Linked DNA regions of Mus musculus: regions 1, 2, 4, 5, 6 and 7 are each linked to region 3. Evidence: chromatin contacts called from public promoter capture Hi-C data. All regions are on one chromosome and are shown on one strand. Each heading gives the region's core, a stretch centred on a gene start, on an enhancer-like site or on the middle of the called end of the contact. The rest is flanking DNA. Distances are from core to core; before and after follow the strand shown.

Region 1 (2,700 bases), core at 121-2,620, 1.2 Mb before region 3:
AATTGCATTAATGCCACTCTTCTTTTGGGGTGAGATAAAGCAGTAATAATAATTAATAATAATAATAAGTGGGAAGACAATGTCTATAAAGTGTTGACAAGCAAGCATAAATGTAGGCATGGTGGGGCTTGTGTGTAAAATCAGTGCTGAGCAGGTAAAGACAGCAGATACCTGGCCAGGTTAGCCCAATAGGTGAGCTCCAGGTCCCTGTGAGAGACTCTGTCTCAAAAAACAAGGAGTACAGCTCCTGGGAAATAATTTCACAAACACACACACACACACACAAGGGGAGGGGGGGCGGATGGACAGGAAAGTAGACCAATATGCAGACAGAGCAGGACTGCTTGAGGGGACCTCTGCAAAGCACAGTCCCTCGAAGCTTTCTGGGCCGCAACCCATCTCTAGTTTCTGCAGAGGGCGTGGGGCTGGTCTTCTGTGGACCACTGCAAAGGCGGAGAAGAGAACTTCCCAGATGTGGCTGATCCAGCTGCAGAGACACTGTGGAAGCCGCGACAGTGAGCGTTGAGTGTTTTGAGAAGCAATATGGGATTCAAAACCATTTTAGATAAGGAATGGATTGACTTTAGTCATCAGAAACCTAAGACTGACCAACGCCGTCAGAAATCCAAGACTGACCTGCAGGTGCCAAGCCAAGAAGTCATGGTTGAAAGGACAAGCAAGATCTGAGATCACAAGAACTGAGAAGGGGCTGGAGGACACCTCAGTGGGTAAACTGCTTGCCGCAAAGCCTGAGGACCTGAGTTCGGATGCCAGAGACCACGTAACGGTTGGGTGTGTGGAAAGCTGTCTTCAATCCCGTTTTTGGGAGGTGGAGACAAAAAGACATAAAGGAAAACCCTGTTTCAAAAAAAAAAAAAGAAAGAAAGAAAGGAAGGAAGGAAGGAAGGAAGGAAGGAAGAAAGAAAGAAAGAAAGAAAGAAAGAAAGAAAGAAAGAAAGAAAGAAAGAAAGAAAGAAAGAAAGAAAGAAAGAAAGAAAGAAAGAAAGAAAGAAAGAAAGAAAGGTGGAGTACAATTGACGAAGACTCCTCACGCCCTCAGGGGCGAGCGGGGAAGAGTCAGAATTATCTGCAAAGGAAGTTAAGATCCGCCGCAGGGTCTGTGCGAGGAGGAGCGAGCCGTGGTTCACAGCAGCTCCTAGGAGCGACAGCTCACCTGCTGTCTGGGTTTTTGCAGATTCGAGACCTTGCTCTGCAGAGCGGCTGCAGGGAGCGGCAGCAGCCTGGTCGCAGCTGTCACCCACGGGTGACCGGACGACGTCCGCGCGGGCGGCAGAGGCCGAGCCTGGGACTACACTTCCCAGTGTGCCAGGCGGGCGGGGCGCGGCGGGGAGGGCGCAGGCTCCTTCCCAGCAAGCGAAGGCGGAAACAAAAGAGTCCGGCGCCGCCGCCCGCACACTCGCGCACCGCGCCCGGGCGCACACGGAGCAGCCCTGCGAGGCGGCAGCCCGGGACACGCGGACACTCCGCAGCCCCCGCCGCCTGCCCCATGGCGCTGAAGCGGATCCAGAAAGTGAGTGGCTGCCAGAACCGGCCTGGGTGTCCCCAAGATGTCCCCAGGAACCCGGGGCGCACGGTGTGGGAGGGGCGCGGACACTGGGGAGGCCGGGGTACGGATCGGCCCGCACAGGTGAGGCGTGCATCCGCAAGGTCTGGGTACTTGGAACCTCGGGGCGACCCGATCCGGTCGTGCCCTTTCCAGGATGAGCCTAGAACCTCGGGTGCGGGTGCCCGTGGGGTGGCCAGATTGTCCCGGGGTGTGTGCATCCCCGCTGGGCCGGGGCTTGCTCTGCAACGGGCGGCCTTCGTCCCCTATCCCGCTGTGCGTCCTCACAATGTCCCCGGAGCCCTCCTTGCTGTGTTCGCACCCCGGGTTCCCCGAGAGGGCAGGGAAGGTGTGGTGGGCCTACGGCCTTTATTCTCAGAGCGTGGGGCTGGGTCTTTCTGGGCTCTGCAGTCGGCTGGTGCTCAGTGGGAGGAAAGGGCTGGGAACGCGAGATTGGGGCCGAGGAGCCAGCAGAGAGCTCTTGCCCCTGCTATTTTGGTGGTTCTGCACGCAGCTGCCACTTCAGGTCACATAGCTGTACTGAGAACATAGTTGCTGATACACAGCAAGATGAGCTCCTGGCTGTGATTCATGGCTAGGTAAGCTAAGCAGGTTGTTGGTTTTGTTTTGTATTTTTTTCTTCACACCCTCACGATAAACTTAGATGTAGAGTTGAAGACACAACACTAAGGACCACAAATTAAATTGTTTGGATGCTTTGATGTGTGAATAGAGAATGAGGAAGACAATCGAAGGGACAGTCAGTCCTTACATAGGATCGGTTCCAACCCTCTCTTTGTATTCTTTACCGCACCCACTTCTCTTGTTGGCCTGTCCCCTATCTCAAGTATCTTTTAACATTTTACAGCGGTAGTCCTTGCTGCTGGGAACGTGGTGTTTGGGATCGCTTTAGAAGCAAATGCGCCAACAGTGGATAATGTGTTTGGTAATTGATTTCACAAGAAATGGTTGGCTCCCCAAACGTTTTATCAACCTTTCCAGCTACACTTGACTGAAAATGTTCTGAGTTAGAGTGGTAGGAAACAGGCATCTTTCGGTACTGAGGACAGCAACTTTTACCCGCAGCCAAATTTTCGTTTGTTTTTTGTTTATTTGTTTTTGTTTTTGTTTTGTTT
Region 2 (2,700 bases), core at 186-2,685, 1.1 Mb before region 3:
GGAGCCAGGCTAGAGACCATTTGTATAAGCTTCTGGCTAAAGTTCTAATGGTGTCCTGCCCATGTCCGGATAGTTTCAGGTCTGGATTGAAAAACAAATTGTTGGGCAGAAGAAACGTGATGACTGCACAGTGAGCCTACCCTGTGGCATGGTTACTGCTTTGAGATGCACGTTTTCTTTCCTCCATGTAATGCCCATCAGTCCATGGGAGCCAGGGGGCAGAATGTTAGCTTTGAACGGGAATTGCTCCCATGGGATCACGTGACTGAAAACGTGGTTCTCAGTTGCAGCCACTGTTTAGGGACGCTGCGGATCCTTTAGGAGGTGGGGCCATTCTAGAGGGAAGGCTGCAGAAGGCAGACCTTGGGGAGGGATAAAGCTTAGCCTTAGGACAATGTGCAGGCTTCAGTCGTCTTTTCCTATCATAGTCGTCCAGGGGGCAGAACTTAGGTTTTTAGACATAGAATCAGGTGTCTCTCTTTACTTGCTCAGTCATCTCACTGGCTCAACCCTTTATTTTTCAAATCTCATACGTAAAGTATCTAAAATTACATTTATCTATGTATCTAACTATCATCTATCTATCTATCTATCTATCTATCTATCTATCTATCTATCTATCTACCTACCTACTGATGCCGTTGCACATATGTAGAAGTCAGAGGACAACTTGTAGGCATTGGTCATCTCCTTTTACCATTTGGTCCTGGGATTGAACTTAGGTTGTCACGCTTGGCTATAAGCACCCTTACCTACTGAGCCATCTTGCCAGCCTTAGATCTACGGTTTAAAGGAAGAGTCTGAAGGGTGTGATGGCAGCGATTCTTTTGAGGTCACACAGTCTGTTCGAGGTCAAAGGGCGGATCTTCACATCTGGACCTCGTCATGATAGTGTAGACCTCAGCCTCACAGAACGAGCCACTGCTGGCTGTCTCTCTTTGGGAAAAAGAGTTCTCAGACGAGAGACATGAGCTTCTTGGGTGGCTAAGGCAGTGCCTGTTGGGACCAACAGAGAAACTCGGCTTGTGTTTCTGTTTTCGCTCCACTGTGGTTCATGGATTGTGATCATCCCCTGGCTGTGGGAGAATCCCAAGAGGGGAAGAGTTTACGTTCTCTGTGGGGGACTTAGTTCTTCAATCACTGCCTTGCGAACCGTGGAATATGTGACTTCTGCTGCTCCAGGCTGAGGACCATTGTGGGGCACCCTCCAGAGAAAAGATGGAGAAAGAAGGCCGAGGACTCCTGTGGGGACTGGCCCAGAAGTCACGGAGAAAGCGTGCCACTGGGATGGGAGTCGCCCTCTGGGGAGAGTGGCTGGAACCACCTAGCTTGAAAGTCCAGGGGAATCTCTGGCTGCTGAGGTTGGAGATCGGGAGGTCTGTGGTAGTTCTGGGATTCATTTTACAACGCGGACAATGAAGTAATTGATTGACTCACTGTTTGCCATTATGATTACATTTCTGTGGTTTTCCTTATGAAAATAAGAGCTAGCAGGGAGGATGGTACAATACGGAGGGAATGGCTTGGAGCCTTGCCCACCTTCACTGAGGGAACCGGGAAATGGGGTTTGAAATAAGGACAGGGAGCAGACGGCCTCTCTCACAGAGACATGGGAAACCTTGGCACCAACATCCTCCAGTTTCATGCAGAGGGACCCTGTTCCCAAGATGGAGAAATAGCAAGTGTTTAAATGTTGCTTGAATATCTAATATGGACTGGATGCTGTGCCGGGTGTTGGAAATACTACAGAAAGCAAGAGATGAGTGTCTGCCTTTTGTGATCTATAGGCCCAGAGGTACAATCTGGAAACAAACCCAGAGCCAGACTCCAGAGCCCCTGGTCACATTGGGTGATATTTTAAAAATGTCCCATCTTGTAACCTTCATCACTTAAGATTTTGCACATGTCCCTGAAGAGCTCACTGAACATCTGGGGGCTTTAGCATCTGTGCTTTGCAGACACAAAGAGGGCTGGGGAAGTGGCTCAGTGGGTACCTGATGGCCAGGCAAGTGCAAGGACCTGAGGTTGGATCCCCAGACCACACATAAATCTGTAAGCAGTAACATGTCTGTAATCCCAAAATGCTTAGGGCGAGATGGAAGGCAGAGACTGGAGAATCACTGGAAGCTTGTGGGTTAGCCTGGTATATGCTGAATGTGTGGGCTAGCCTGGCATGTGCTAAGGGGAATAACAAGAGCCAGTGCCTCCAATATGATAGAAGATAAGATCAGAAACCTGAGGTTGTCCTCCGACATTGGTAGGTGTGCCTTGTACTCACACATTCGCACTCTTACATCACACACACATGCATGCATACATACACACACACACACACACACACAGACACAGATACATACACAGACATACACAGACACATAACAGACACATACATAGATACACAGAAACATACATAGATACACACACAAAGACACAGATAAACACACAGAGACACACACAGACACAGATACACACAGAGACATATACATAGATACACATACATAGATACAAACACACAGATACACACGGATACACACACACACAGACACACACACTGACACACAGAGAAAAATAAAAGACTATATATTCACCCATTATTTATTTATGTGGTATTTACTGAGAACTTGATACATCCCATTCTTAAAGCTCACCAAACCCACAGACTAGGAAGGTTTAGCCGGGAGTAAATTTCCATCTGTCAGT
Region 3 (2,700 bases), core at 69-2,568:
GTACTTTTTCTAGTTACGTTTCGCCTCATCACCGCTACGGGGGCCTTTCCACTCGGCTACACCAGGAGGCTGATCTCAGACTAATCTTACCCTCTTCCAGGGGAGCCTCGAGGGGCCAGGTAGAAACAGAACAGATGGCCTGTGTTCCCGTCAAGTACCTAGACTCACAGGCAAGTACTCCTAAGACTCTCGAACCAATGAAGGAGACGCACGTACATCCTTGCTCAGCCAGGCAGTCCCAGCGGCCACCCTCCATCCTGGTTTCAAGCTCCAACCCTGTCCCAGCCAGCGCCAGACGTTACACTCCCCACTACTCTGTACCCGCCCACCCTCCGGGCCCAAAAGGACAGTGATTCCGAACGGGGTGCTGGTGTAGCCTCAGTGCCCGCCCTTCCCTTTCCATCCTGGCCAGAAAACTCCACTTCCCGGATTCCGGGCCACTCTCTCCCTCCCCCAGCGCCGGCGATCCAGCAAAGCGCCGTCCTCCTGCCAACTGGGGACCCAGCCCAGTGGCACACCCCGTCTCCCCAACTAACCCCTGGACAGACCCCAGCTTCGTCCACTCACGGGGGCTCCGGAGAGGGTGTCCCTCTATTCGGAGCCTTCAGGCACCCTAGGGTTGAGAAAGTCCCACCCCGCCCCCCCCCCAGCCACGCCGCCAGCCTCTAGCCCTGGCTCGGAGGGACCTCCACCCTAGGCGACGAGGGGACGTTGGGGAGTCTCCCTAGGCACCTCCAACACCTCAAGGGAGGGAGGGCGCTCGTGGCCCCAAGGCCCGCTCTCTGTGCCCGCAGGCCCGCAACCCCGCACGGGGGCGCGCACTCGGGGGTCCCCCCTGGTCCGCGGGGTGCACTCACGATGGTCACGCTGGCTTTGCGCAGGTCGCGGTTCTCCTCCTGCAGCGCCTTGCACTTGAGTTTGTAGGTCTCCAGCTCTATCTTGAGCACCTTGTTCTCCTGCTGCAGCGAGGCCAGGCGGTTGGTGAGCTCCTCCAGGCGGAACGGCGAGATGACAATGCCCCCCGACTTCCCGCCGCCGCCCCCGCCGCTGCCGCCCGAGGTCGCCGAGCAGGACGACTGCATGGCTGCCGGGCCGCCGCCCGCCGCGTCCGTGTCGCTCTCGCTCGCGCTGTCCGCCATGGCTGGGCGAGTGGGCGCGGGGAGCCGGGCGCCGAGGGCCGGGCGCGCGGCGAGTGGGCGCGCGGCGAGTGGGCGCGGGGCCGGGCGCGCGGCGGCGGCGGGGGAGCTGGGGAGCGGGGGAGCTCAGAGCGCGGCGCGGGCGGGCGGCAGGGCGCAGACGCGCGGCGGCGGCGGCGGAGAAAGAGAGGGCGCTTCCCGCGGCCGCGCGAGCTGCTCCGCCAGGGAACAGAGACCCCGCCCGGACTCGGGCAGTACTGCAGCGCCGGGACTCTGGCGCGCTCCGCGGGGCCGTCCCCGCAAAGCCCCAGCCCCAGCGCTCTCCTAGCAGCTGCACACAGACGCTCGAGCCCCCGCCGCCTCCCCGCGCACGTGCTCCCGCCCCGGAGGGTCCCCTGCGTCCCCGGGCCCCAGCCCCCCAACACACACACATACACCGCCGCGCCGCGCCGCCTCTTCCGGAGAAAGGCGGACCCCACGCAGCGCCAGCCCCGCAGGTGCCGGGACACGTGGGAGGGGCAGCCGGGCTCCTTGGGCCACCCCACCCTCCCACCCCCGCTCAGCTGGAGCCTGGCACCTTGGATCGGCGCCGGCGCGCGTGGATCTCCCCCAGGGTGCCCCGTGCAGACCGCGCTTGGGGCTGGGAACAGAAAGTTGCACTGCAGTGGGTCGAAAAAGAAGAGTATCTGTGTGTCTGTCTGTGTGTCTGTGTATCTATTTCTCTCCCTCTCTGTGTGTCTGTCTGTGTTGTGGCATGTCGGCAGCCACAGGTTAGCCTAGCTTGCCACAAGGCCCCGGTGCGTCCAGTTGTTTGAACCAGGCGCCACCCACCTTTTTCTCTTTACCTCCTGCAAAGACTCTGCACCGGTCACGGGGATAGGATTAAGAAACCAAGATTTGTCTAGTTAAAGAAACGGGAGCTTTATTTAATTTTTTTTTTTTTTTAATCTCAGAAGGGTTGAAACAAACTTCAAGTACCAATTTTCCAAAGTAACTGCAGGCACAATGCTAAACAAATAACCACGATTAAGTGAGGGGAACTGTATAACCATTATTATCCGCTGCTCTCCAACTCCTACAAAACTCCAGGAGCTAAAAAATAAAACCGTAATTACTACTGTAGAGAGCCCAGCTTCAAAGAATCAGAAATTCAAATACTGTTAGGCCCCTCCCTCTTAGGAGAGCTTGCTTGTAGGAAACAGGCCTAGCAGGTGAGAAGGGTCTAAACACTTCACCTCCTGATACAAAACAGCTTTCGTTTCTGGGGGAAAAAATGGAAAGTGAAACTAACCAGGCGGGCTTTATTATCCAAGTTTAGTCGACGGAAGAACAAACTCATGGAAACAAAATGCAAAATAAAGGGGTGCGGGATGAAAAGTGTTTTCTGGCTGTCAACTGTTTTATAGTTTTATAAAGCGCTTAGCCATGACTACATGGCTTTCCTGGCTCATAACCTTGTCTTTAAACCAAATTGGATCCAGTGGTTAGACATGTTTCGTCCCCACTGCTAAATAGGAACTGGTCTCACCTCGGAATAACTCTTAACCTGCCAGGGGTGAAACCT
Region 4 (2,700 bases), core at 32-2,531, 1.3 Mb before region 3:
TGGTATGTGTTCTAGAAGTTGTAACATTCAACCGACGTTCTCAATTCTTGTTACTAAGAGAGACCAGCACACTCTCAAGTCACCCATTTTCTCATCTCAAGTTCTTCTCCCTGGGGGAGATTCTCTTATGGCCCCTGGATTTTCTAGAAACTTCTCAGTAATAAACTTTCTATGATAGGTTATGGCAAAAAAGAAAAGTAGTAATACAACCCAGGTCGTTTTTATAGACAAGGAAAAATGTATTTCCAGTAGCTATCTATGAGTTCCATAGTTGGCAATGCTCTATAATTCTCTCATCTTCCCAGCCTGGATGCCCTGTGCACAGCAGTGCTGGGTCCCAGCATGGAGCCTCAGGGATGTCTCTCTGTAGTCAGTCTATGCAATATAAAAGTCTTTCCAAGTCACCATATGCACACCAACACCAGCCCAATCCCTATAAGAGGAACAACCACTCACTGCACACTGAAAGTTTTAATCTTTACATACTGAGGTTTCACAGACTCATGACAATGGGAACAAAGTGTAGCTTATAAAAATTAGAATTTTATAAAGTACTCCACTTGTATCTATACTTCTTTCTGGCAAGTGACATGAACTTTTTAACAATGATGGAAAAATGAATAATTTAAAGAGTCAAAGCAGAAGTCTCAGGCAAGTGTGTCTAAGATCTAGACATCAGCAGGACAGAAGGGAGACAGTGTGAAGGGGAAGCTTGGCTGGTCAGAAGATTTGGGGGACGCCAGGATTAGTCTACCCTGACTACAAAGGACTGACGAGAAACCTGCTTCTGAAGATGGAGTTTAGGGTGAGAATGGCCTCTCCTTCTGCAGCCAGGAAGAGCCACAGTGCATGGCCGCCTGGGCTGAATTCCCGAGGGAGAAATGGAGGCATCCACAGGCAGGAGAGAAGCAGCCGCCCTCCTCCCCACGGCAGGCTCCAGGGCTTCTCAGTCGCCCGGCAGGTGTCAGGCAACCGCAGCGGGTTGTGTGGAAAGGCTGTAGACTGGATCAGAGAAACTACAACCCCACATGAACAGACCCCTGGATCCGACAAAATAACCAAGTTTTCTGAGAAAACTGAAGGTAGTACTCCCAGACCGAAGTGAATGAAGCCAAGATCAGCTGAACTACAGCATCTAAGACGAAAGCAGAGTCCCATCCAGCAAGCTCCATGATGCAGCCATTAATTAAGACACGGCATGCGCCTCCTGAGGAGACAGGTCCTTCAGAGGGGAGAGCAAAGCCATCCACTCACTCTTGCTTTCCAGCGTGCTGTCAGCAGGATGTCCTGTGCTCAGCAGCAAGTTTCGAGGCATACCAAAGGACAGGAAGAGTGCACCATCAACAGAGGCTGACGCAAGACGGTCACATGATTATAATTAGGAAGCAAGCATGTCAACAAAAATCCCATGCATGCTACAGAAATCAGAGAAAGGTGCAGAGGCCGAGAGAACCCAAGGAAATTCCAGAACTGAAAAAACAAAAAACAAAAACCAACAACAACAACAACCAAAAAAAAAAAAACAAAAAAAAAAAAAACACAAAGAAGCAAGTAGGATGGAAATGACTTGGGAGATAAGTCAACAAATAATCACAGAAGAAAAGAGCAAAATGAACCTTAAGAGATGCCACTAGTAAAGGCTGTGGTACCAAGGAAGGCTGAGGAAGGACCGTCACAAATTCAAAGCCAGCCAGAGTAATATCAAGACCTTGTCTCAGAATAAAAGGAACGTTGGTGTATGGCAGCACACGCCTTTAATCCAGCACTCTGAAGGAAGGGCAGTCGGATCTGAGTTCTAGGCCAGCCTGGTCAACAGAGTGAGTTCCAAGACAGCCTGGGCTACAAAGGGGTTTCTAAGAACCATAATAATAATAATAATAATAATAATAATAATAATAGGGAAAGGGGCCAGGCAAGGCATGCCGACAAACGCCAGCTTTAACGCCAGCTCTGAATTCCAGGCCAGCAACAATCCAGTAGACCTCCTACAGAAGGGCATGTGACTGTCCGTCCATCTCTGAGTCAGGAGCACTCAAGGCAAAATCAAACAGCTGTGAACAATCCTCTGGCAAGTCAGCCCACCGGAACTAACACCCAAGGCCTGTTTCAAAGCCATTAGGAGGCTGAAGCTGCTGTACCAAAATGCCTCAGATGGTGCTGGGAACAAGCCAGTAAGTACTTCTTGACTCAGCTGACATGAAGCATCTAAAGTGCCCCAGCTCTTAGAAAGCAGGATGGTGGCTGGCAAAGTCTAGAAACAAGGACAGGCAAGTGGTCGGCGGGTATGGAGTTCTCAAAGAGGAAGACATCCCAGGGTCTCAGGCTTGAGCGGGAGAGAGCGGCTCAGCAGCACAGAGAGCCTCTTAGCAGGCTCAGTGGCTCACAGCTGTCTGCAACTCCCACCCCAGGTGACCTGACACCCTCTTCTGCCTTCCACAGACATCTGCACACACAGTGCAAAGAAACTCATGCAGGTGCACACACGGACACACATAAGAACAGTACATTAACAACTAGTACAGTTTACTGTGTGCAGACTGATGCTCCTGTATGTTCACATGATTCAGTCTGATGCTGAGTCTTGTACCACAGTAATCAATGCAGTGAGATCTCAACATTCCAGTAAGCAGTCAGAAGGATCACAACTAGAACCTGCTAAAATGTCTGTGAAAGGTAGCCAGGTGTGGTGGCACATGCCTT
Region 5 (2,700 bases), core at 151-2,650, 1.2 Mb before region 3:
ATCAAAGGGGTGGGGTCAGGGGATGCTGATTCATAGGATAATCAAAAGAGAACCTGGAATAAATAATTGAATTGAGGTGTAAATTTAAAAAGAAAAATGAAAAAAAAAAAAAAAACAAACCAGGACTTTTGAGCTAGCAGACAGCAATAACAGTTCTTTAGAATTTCCTCTAAGCGGGGCGTGGTGGCGCACGCCTTTAATCCCAGCACTTGGGAGGCAGAGGCAGGCGGATTTCTGAGTTCGAGGCCAGCCTGGTCTACAAAGTGAGTGCCAGGACAGCCAGGGCTATACAGAGAAACCCTGTCTCAAAAAACCAAAAGAAAAAAAAAAAATAGAATTTCCTCTAAGGAGAGCAGAGCTGTATGGAGATCTCTGGAGATCGAAAACAGCTCTTCAAGAATATTTTCTTGAGAGAATTTCCGACTTGGTTTGAAGATCCAATAATTTTTTGTAGCAGTTTTTCCTGATAGCTTCTAGTTTTACTAGCAGAGAAAGCTATCTCAATCAGAATTTGTAAAATAGCAAGAAAATCTGTCTACATCAGAGCAGAACACAGAGAGAAAAAGAGAGAGAGACAGACTGAAGGAGGGAAAGAGGGCGGGCAATTTGGAAAGCCATCTTAGCAGAACCAAGGCCGCCAGCTTGGACCCAAGTCGTTTGTTTTCGCCGCTCCCAGGCACCCCTTCTCTCAGAACCCCTCTCCATGCAGAAGCTGGTCCTAGGCATCTAAGCCACTGCAGCCTTCTAAATCGTTTTTCTAAGTGGACAGTCTACTTATGTTTATTTATTCATGGCAATGCTGGGAATTGAAGGCAGAGTGTTGTGCATGTTGGGCAAACACCATACCGTTGTGAAAGCAGAGAGCCGCTGAGCTGCTTCACCAGCCGAAGCAAGTTGTTTTTGTTTTTGTCTTTCTGGGACTTTCTGGATGCATGAGTGGCAGGGTCAGAGGCTGAAGGGATGGAGGCCCAATGTGGCTAGAGGAAGCTCTAGACACAGCTCCATCGATGCCCGTGTGCCTGCACTGGCATCCTAAGGCAAAATCTGTCTTTGCGGGACCCACAGTGGAGCTGGTCAGATTTGCAGGACCCACAGCTGAGCTGGCCACACCTTGTGTAACTTATTACCAAAAGTCAAAGGATCGGCAGGCCATCGGCCGACAGTCCTGCAGGTACTTGTCCTGAGTCACCTGAAACGCTCTCAACTGGACCGACGGTAAAACCCGGCCTGGATAGGCTCGCCCGGGCGGCGCAGACGCAGTCACCGCCTTGGCGCCTAAGGCTATCCCGCGGTTGTCAAATCCTCACCCGTCTGCCGGGTTGGACCAGCTGCGCATGCGCGACTCTACCGGCGCGCCGGCACACGCGCTCCCAGCTTGCCGCGGCGCCTGCGCAGTGGCAGTGAGTGGGCCCCGAGGTCGCGTCTTGCCCAAGTCTCCGCGGTCCCCAGCGCTCGCTCGCGCGGTCCTGCCACGGCCTTCCTGCTGCCCGCGCCATGGGCCTCAGCTCCAACTCCGCTGTGCGAGGTGAGCCGCCCGCGGCCGGTCCCCGCCACCCTTATCCGGACTGTCACCTTGACCAGCACAAGGGCAGGCGCAGGCCTGCGGAGCGCTCGGGGGATGCTGGTGCGGGCCGGCATCCCGGCCCTGGACCACTTCCCGGGCCAGCCACGCTGTGAGCAACCAAGATAGCGGGGCGCAGTCCACCCCAAAACGCTCCTGCGCTTCCTGAGACCCTGACACCGGGGACTGGTCACGTCGTAGGTGTTTTGCTTTTGCTGGCTTTGTAATTCTAGGTAAAGAAACCCAATCCAAGGTCTTCAATTTCCAAGTTTCTTTCGTACTTTGCATCCGGCCGCTGGTGACAGTGGTCTGAGAAACCACTGAAAATGGCCTTTTTCCCTAGCGTTGAAAACAGAAGTTTGTAGAAATCTGACTAGAATTGAATTTGTGAAACTTGGCTAGTGTAAAGTCCCTGGTGATCAACTGTTAAAATTACTACAACCTGTGCGATATGCGTGACTGACTGCCCCGATATAAAAACGCCACACCCCAGGGTTTGGTTACTTCTAACCTTTAGTTGAGTAAAAGTAAAAAAATTAAATTACAGTGAGCCCCACTGATTCATTCAGCAAATAGGGATCGTCTATACTGCTCGGTTCTGTAACTATCCCTAACGTGACCAGTCCCCAACGTCAGGGTGTCAGGAAGGACGGGGGTTTTGGGGGGTGAACCGTGCCTCTCTAGCCTGGTTGCCCACAGGGTGACTGACTGGGGAAGTGGGACCTTAGTTTTGTAGTAGGTTGGTTCTATATACTGGAAAGTTCTACTTAATATCGACGAAACTGACTGGGCAGATAGGGAGAACAAGTTTTTTATTTTATTTTCTTAACATTTATTTGTGTGAGTGTGTCTGTACCTAGTGCCATGGCTTGTGTGGAAGTGAATAGATAACTTGTAGGAGCGGATTCTCTTCCACCCTGTGAGTCCCAGGGATCAAACCCAGGTCATCCATCTTGACAGCAGGCACCTTTTCCCACTGAGCCATCATGCTAAAGCCCATGCAGATAGTTTAAAAATACTACAGACAAAAAGAAATGATTCTCTGCAAACTTTATTTTAAAGGGTAGCCATTTGGGGACTCCTTTAAATGCATCCACTTTGGTGAACTTAAGTTTTCTTCGTGGTTTTTAAAAATCTGT
Region 6 (2,700 bases), core at 124-2,623, 1.2 Mb before region 3:
CGTGAGTGACTGTAAAATAATGAAATGAATTGTGAAATGAATGTGTAAGGGAACACAGGCTTTGAGAAATAGAGATATTAATGCCATCTCATGAACAAAACACATGTTACTATCCATTCCATATAAGCTACATGTTTCCTGAGGTTGTGTCCTCTCATATTTAGATAATATTTAGTGCAGTTTGAAAGTAAGAGATTTGTTTTATCTTTCATTTTAAAGAGTTCTTTTCCACCGAGTATGGTAGTACTTATCTTTAATGTCAGCATTTAGGAGGCAGAGACAGGAGGATATCTGAGCCCAAGCCCAGCCTAATCTACCTAGTAAGTTCTAGGCCAACCAGGGCTATAGTGTAAGAAGAGATCATGTCCCCAAAACAAATAATTTTTTTTTCATTTCTATGGTATTTATTTTTGGAAGTATCTTTATGTTTTCTTTTTAAAGTTTTTTAAAATTTGTGTGTGTGTGTGTGTGTGTGTGTGTGTGTGTGTGTGTGTCTAGAGACCTGGACTCTAGTCCTCTGCCAGAGCAGCCAGAATCTTAGCCACTGAACATCTCTCCAGCCCTTCTCTGGTTTTTCTTACTAAAGCTTGAAACTTGCTTTAACTCCTGTTTGTCTTTGCTTACATCCTGACTCCTCCAGGCAGAGCACGTTTTTACTAGCTAAAATAAACTTACTTTCTGGGGAAGCATAGACCATGTCACCATATGGGTCTGTCATTCTTGCTTAATACTAACACAGAATGTAGATTAAATTTTACAGCTACATTCTCAGGGGCCCAGTGAATAAAGATGCTCACCGTGAAGCCTGATTACTCGAGTTACATCCGTAAAACCCACAGAGTAGAAAGAAAAAGCCAACTCCTACAAATTGTCCTTTGGGGTCCCCCAAACCCTAAAATAAATATAAAATGTTACAAAGCATTATTCCACTTGGTTTTTCATAAATTAAACATAGGGCTGGTGAGATGGCTCAGTGGGTAAGAGCACCCGACTGCTCTTCCGAAGGTCCGAAGTTCAAATCCCAGCAACCACATGGTGGCTTACAACCATCCGTAACGAGATCTGACGCCCTCTTCTGGAGTGTCTGAAGACAGCTACAGTGTACTTACATATAATAAATAAATAAATCTTTAAAAAAAAAATAAATAAATTAAACATAGATTTCATACTGTGAATCCAATAGAGTCTTAGGGAGTCTCTGTATTCGAAGTCAGGATGTTTCCAGGTAGTTGGGAGTCTGCAAGGTGGACCTGTAGGTATTTGTAAATGCCACATACAGAAAGCAGTGTCACCTCCTCTCTGTCCCCAGCTGTCTCGTCAGCCTGTGGTTCCTGGAAGACCAGCCTCACTCACGTGCTTGGGTAAGCTGTGTATAACTAGCTGGTTTGCTTCATGTCCTCTTTGCAATCCTACCACTAGGCTGGACTTAAGCATCTGCTTATTAACCTCAAAAGACCCAAAGCACACAGACAAAACGTGAGAGCTCACTCATGCCCAAGCATGGCCTTGAACTTTGGGTCCTTTTGCCTCTACCTCCTTTCTAAGTACCAGGATCACAGGATTATGTGGTGTGTGCGGTAGAACTCATGGCTTTGTGGATGCAGGTAAGCATCCTACTACAGAGTCACACTTCGAGCACTTCTGTTTATTTTGCCACAATACAGAATTCCGACATGGTGGACGAGTGTTTTCGTACAAGGCTATAGATTCCTATCCTTATTTCTGCTTAACTCGTTTTGTTTGTTTGTTTGTTTGGTTGGTTGGTTGTTTGTTTGTTTGGTTGGTTTGGTTTTAAGACGGAAAGATTAGGAGATTAATTTCCTTCCCAGATTAAAAGAGAGTTTGCCTGGGAAGTGTTTTATGTGTCTGTTTACTGATCGTCCGTTTGGACTGGGCTCCGTTTCTAGTCCAGTTGATGATGTTTGAAAATTTGATCTCCTGTCGGGTCACAGTACTCTTACACTGTTACACTTCTAGGAGCAGCCCTGGGCTTTGAGCCTAGGGCCTCTTGCATACTTGGCAGGTGACTATGGCTGAGCAACCCTGGCCTTTTATAGTTCTATTCTGGTTCTTCAGCTGAATTTTATAAATGAGGCAGCTGGTAGAAATGATTTTATTTATTAAAACACTATCTGCAGATAACCACTCATTCTGCAGAGGGATGTGAGACCTTGTCTGTTTTATTCAAATCACATTTATTTATTTATGTGTGCATCTTTCCATTCACACCAATGTGCATGTAGATCAAAGAACAACATGAGGGAATCTGTTCCCTCCTCCACCACGTGGACGTGGGTCCTCGGGGATTGAACACAGACTTGTTCTAGACCCCTGTCCCCCGCTCAGCCACCTCACCATCCCTCTGAGCTCTTTATAAGAAGCTTGTGGCTGACGATCCTTCAATGAATTTTGGTAGTAACGATGATTGAGAATTTGGATGGAGCCGAGGGTTGAATGGTAGAAAGAACACCTAATGCATTAATATTTTCTTCCAAAGATTTGTTTTTATTGTCTCTTAATTATGTGTACATGTGTGACGGTGGACATGCAAATGCAGGTGCCCAGAGGCCAGGAGACAGTGACAGGTCCCCTGGAGCTGGAGTTACAGGTAAGTGTGAGCTGCCCTACCTGGGTGTTGGGACCTGAATTCTGGAAAAGCAGAAAGCACTCTTAACTGCTGAGCCGTCTCTCCAGCCCTAT
Region 7 (2,700 bases), core at 10-2,509, 1.8 Mb after region 3:
ATGCTCCAGGGCTCCAGAACAATAAATATACACATTTAAAACCTTTATTGTCTTACGTTGTGTTAACCACCCCCCACCTCCGTTTCCAACAGCTTAATTTCTGATGGTATTTAACTAGTTTGCAAATGGATTATTTTTTTCAGTTTCAAACTATTACCGAGAAAGCTCCCCCTCCCTTTTGGGAGGAGGGGGGCACGGGAAGGATTGGGGGTGGGGTAGAAGTCGGTATATTATTCCTGTAGCGCCGGGTTATATAAACACATTATCATTTGAGAGAGCCCTTGGCGTCCATCAGCATTGTAAACACGTACGAGTGTATATACTTCAAAATTAAAGAATGCACACGCAGAACCCAGAGCCCGAATTCATATTCCGAGCAGACTCGCGGCTCGCATGTATTGATTTATCATGCATGGTTTATTGTTCCTCTCCCTAAATGTAGTTGCTGTCCGTTCAATATTGTTGCAAAATCACGAGACGTGTGTGTACTGCTCACTTGTCTTTCTGCTCTTCTTCTTCCTTTTTTTCCCCCCTGCTGAGTATTTTTTTTTTGCGAAGCGAACAAATGCATTAATATTTATATGTTTATATAATCGATAACCCACTTTTCCCTTCCGTGTAAATAGGCATCAGAAGATAATTTAACAGATTAGTTCTCTCAAACATGGCAGTGAGGAAACGTAATTTAACTATCAAACAAATCTACATGTCTAATAACAGCAAATCTGCTAAGGAGCATTAGAAAGAGGAGCGGCGCCCCGGAATCTCTGCAGGAAATGTTCTTTATATTAGACATATACAAGCAGGTCCTGTCAGATGCACAACGCAGCTCGAGAGACTTGGTCTGCTCCAAAAATCTCAACCGACGTTACCCACAGACACGAGGAACTGAGAAGAGAAAGATACCCTCATTACTTGGTTTTAGGATGGGTTTCAATTTTTTTTTACATCTTCCTGTCTGCTTTTTGCCTTGATCCATTCTCTTCCCGCCGAGGTCGGACTTAGCCCTTCTCCCTATTTCGAATTTGATCAACCCATCTTTGGCAGCAAACCCACATCTTTTTTACAGGAGATGAAAATTGAGTCTTCGAGGAAATATTAGGATATATTTTCAATCATTTTGGTGCTGAGGGGGAGGCTAGAGCTTAGTTTTATATTGAGACATCACGCCGGCTGCAAGCAGAGAATGCTTTCCCCTGCCAGGACCTGATGCAATCCATTCAAGCCAACAAGTTTGGAGAGAATGTTGAGTTCAATCAATTCAGAACGTCGAGATGGAGCCCAACTCACTCCAGGTATTTCGCTCTCCTCCGCTCCTGCGGTCCCGGCGCCCCCCGGCACCCCCCAGCCCCCCAGCTCACCCACCCCCTCACACCCCCTCACACCCCCCACAAACTTTTTACCAAACTTTTACCCTCTGCATCCCCCCAAAATCATTTTTATTGTTTTTTTTAAAAATCCCTGCGCTGATCATACCTACATAATGTAATTTTATCGCCTCATATGGGGAACTGGGGAGGGGTGGTGGGGACCCGGAGGGCTTTTTTTTTCTTTTCTTTTCTTTCTTTCTTTCTTTTCTTTTCTTTTTCTTTCTTTCTTTTTTTTTTTTTAAGGGAGGCAGAAAATTAGTGGGTTTTGTAATATTTTTTCACCCAGCGTTCTATCTGTGGGCCGGTCTGTATTGAGAGTCTTGTGTGTTAATGTGCCTGGGAATAGATATTTGTGCTTGATGGCTACATTATTTACGTGGTGCTTTTTTTTTTCTCTCTCTCTCTCTCCCTCTCTCTCCCCCTCCTGCAGTGGGTCGGCTCACCGTGTGGCTTGCACGGACCTTATATTTTTTATAAGGCTTTTCAATTCCACCTTGAAGGCAAACCAAGAATCTTGTCCCTTGGCGACTTTTTCTTTGTAAGATGTACGCCAAAGGATCCGATTTGCATAGCGGAGCTCCAGCTGTTGTGGGAAGAAAGGACCAGCCGGCAACTTTTATCCAGCTCGAAACTTTATTTCCTCCCCGAAGACACTCCCCAGGGCAGAAATAGCGACCATGGCGAGGTGGTAAACCTATCTCTCCCTCTCTTCCTTCTTTATTATCTACCCCCCCCCTCCAGTAATGCGTATTATAAGGCAAGCTTGAAAATACTGTATTCAGTTCTGCGGTGAGCAGGATCCGCTCGTTTTTTAAAGGGGTAGCGCCACTAACTGGGGCTGGAGTATTTTACCATTGTCAGAGTTTGGCTGTCAGCTTTACAAAGACCGTCCAACTGCTGATTTTAGTCAAGATCAAATAACTTGTCAAGAAGGGTTTTGTTCCAGGGTGTGTGTGTGTGTGTGTGTGTGTGTGTGTGTGTGTGTGTGTGTGTTCGTTTAGCTACCTCTTCTTGAAGATTAATATCTCATGCTTTAATATACATATTTTAATGTACATATTTTTTGCTTTTTAATTTTTTTAATTTTTTTACTTCATGCCTGGCTCCTGGGCTGGGTAGCTTTCTTTTAGTGGGTTTTGATATTGTTCACGTTTTTTTTTTTTCTTTTAAGTATTTGATATGTTTAAGAGGGCGGAAATTACGAAACGGAGGCAGAATGAGATCAAAAGCAATTGAGTTGGCAAAGGCGTGTTGACTGAAGTGATAAATGACAGGTACTGGGATAATACATTCAAATAACTTGCGCATCTGCCCGGGCGGATTTCAAAGC

Evidence for each region. Promoter capture Hi-C pulls out the DNA fragments that hold promoters and counts their contacts.
Region 1: a promoter capture Hi-C map of pre-B cells shows a contact between it and region 3. The contact joins the promoter of Ube2d1 here to the promoter of Ccdc6 in region 3. A contact is called at or near these places in 6 of 39 promoter capture datasets (the C10 cell line, the HPC-7 cell line, hippocampal neurons and 2 more), 2 of 484 Hi-C or Micro-C datasets (embryonic stem cells and pre-B cells) and 2 of 115 datasets of contacts at active chromatin or transcription factors (bone marrow-derived macrophages and large pre-B cells).
Region 2: a promoter capture Hi-C map of liver shows a contact between it and region 3, with 4 times the contacts expected there. The contact joins the enhancer-like site here to the promoter of Ccdc6 in region 3. A contact is called at or near these places in 6 of 39 promoter capture datasets (the 3T3-L1 cell line, the C10 cell line, hippocampal neurons and 2 more) and 2 of 115 datasets of contacts at active chromatin or transcription factors (embryonic forebrain and large pre-B cells).
Region 4: a contact with region 3 is called in a promoter capture Hi-C map of the C10 cell line, with 6 times the contacts expected there. The contact joins the enhancer-like site here to the promoter of Ccdc6 in region 3. A contact is called at or near these places in 4 of 39 promoter capture datasets (the C10 cell line, liver and pre-B cells) and 1 of 484 Hi-C or Micro-C datasets (the G1E-ER4 cell line).
Region 5: a promoter capture Hi-C map of pre-B cells shows a contact between it and region 3, with 5 times the contacts expected there. The contact joins the promoter of Cisd1 here to the promoter of Ccdc6 in region 3. A contact is called at or near these places in 9 of 39 promoter capture datasets (the C10 cell line, cranial neural crest, embryonic stem cells and 4 more), 1 of 15 datasets of contacts at CTCF or cohesin (large pre-B cells), 7 of 484 Hi-C or Micro-C datasets (CD4 T cells, the G1E-ER4 cell line, LSK cells and 2 more) and 4 of 115 datasets of contacts at active chromatin or transcription factors (astrocytes, large pre-B cells, pro-B cells and 1 more).
Region 6: a promoter capture Hi-C map of liver shows a contact between it and region 3, with 2.2 times the contacts expected there. The contact joins the enhancer-like site here to the promoter of Ccdc6 in region 3. A contact is called at or near these places in 4 of 39 promoter capture datasets (the C10 cell line, the HPC-7 cell line, liver and 1 more) and 2 of 115 datasets of contacts at active chromatin or transcription factors (large pre-B cells and pro-B cells).
Region 7: a promoter capture Hi-C map of pre-B cells shows a contact between it and region 3, with 4 times the contacts expected there. The contact joins the promoter of Arid5b here to the promoter of Ccdc6 in region 3. A contact is called at or near these places in 1 of 39 promoter capture datasets (pre-B cells) and 3 of 115 datasets of contacts at active chromatin or transcription factors (embryonic limb bud, large pre-B cells and pancreatic cancer cells).

What each region holds. Positions count from the first base shown.
Region 1 is chr10:71,283,932-71,286,631 of GRCm38.p6, reverse strand. Ube2d1 (ubiquitin-conjugating enzyme E2D 1) reads left to right here and starts at 1,370. Exons shown (of 7, transcript NM_145420.2): 1 at 1,370-1,531. The coding sequence starts at 1,508.
Region 2 is chr10:71,184,041-71,186,740 of GRCm38.p6, reverse strand. All of the region lies in intron 1 of Gm34328 (a long non-coding RNA gene), which reads right to left. Among named protein-coding and RNA genes, the nearest start is that of C730027H18Rik, 3.4 kb to the right of the region's middle. Within about 2 kb of position 1,435, at least 18 of the 459 cell types and tissues checked have an H3K27ac peak or open chromatin away from gene starts, as enhancers often do.
Region 3 is chr10:70,095,739-70,098,438 of GRCm38.p6, reverse strand. It overlaps Ccdc6 (coiled-coil domain containing 6), which reads right to left and starts at 1,318. Exons shown (of 9, transcript NM_001111121.1): 1 at 858-1,318. The coding sequence starts at 1,139. The region is part of intron 2 of Gm51771 (a long non-coding RNA gene); the gene reads left to right.
Region 4 is chr10:71,360,637-71,363,336 of GRCm38.p6, reverse strand. All of the region lies in intron 1 of Ipmk (inositol polyphosphate multikinase), which reads right to left. Among named protein-coding and RNA genes, the nearest start is that of Ipmk, 14 kb to the right of the region's middle. Within about 2 kb of position 1,281, at least 111 of the 459 cell types and tissues checked have an H3K27ac peak or open chromatin away from gene starts, as enhancers often do. A contact at or near this core is called in pre-B cells, where this site is marked.
Region 5 is chr10:71,343,549-71,346,248 of GRCm38.p6, reverse strand. It overlaps Cisd1 (CDGSH iron sulfur domain 1), which reads left to right and starts at 1,400. Exons shown (of 3, transcript NM_134007.4): 1 at 1,400-1,525. The coding sequence starts at 1,495.
Region 6 is chr10:71,251,319-71,254,018 of GRCm38.p6, reverse strand. No RefSeq gene overlaps it. Among named protein-coding and RNA genes, the nearest start is that of Tfam, 15 kb to the right of the region's middle. Within about 2 kb of position 1,373, at least 7 of the 459 cell types and tissues checked have an H3K27ac peak or open chromatin away from gene starts, as enhancers often do. A contact at or near this core is called in liver, where this site is marked.
Region 7 is chr10:68,277,285-68,279,984 of GRCm38.p6, reverse strand. Arid5b (AT rich interactive domain 5B (MRF1-like)) reads left to right here and starts at 1,259. Exons shown (of 10, transcript NM_023598.2): 1 at 1,259-1,295; 2 at 1,801-2,055. The coding sequence starts at 1,275.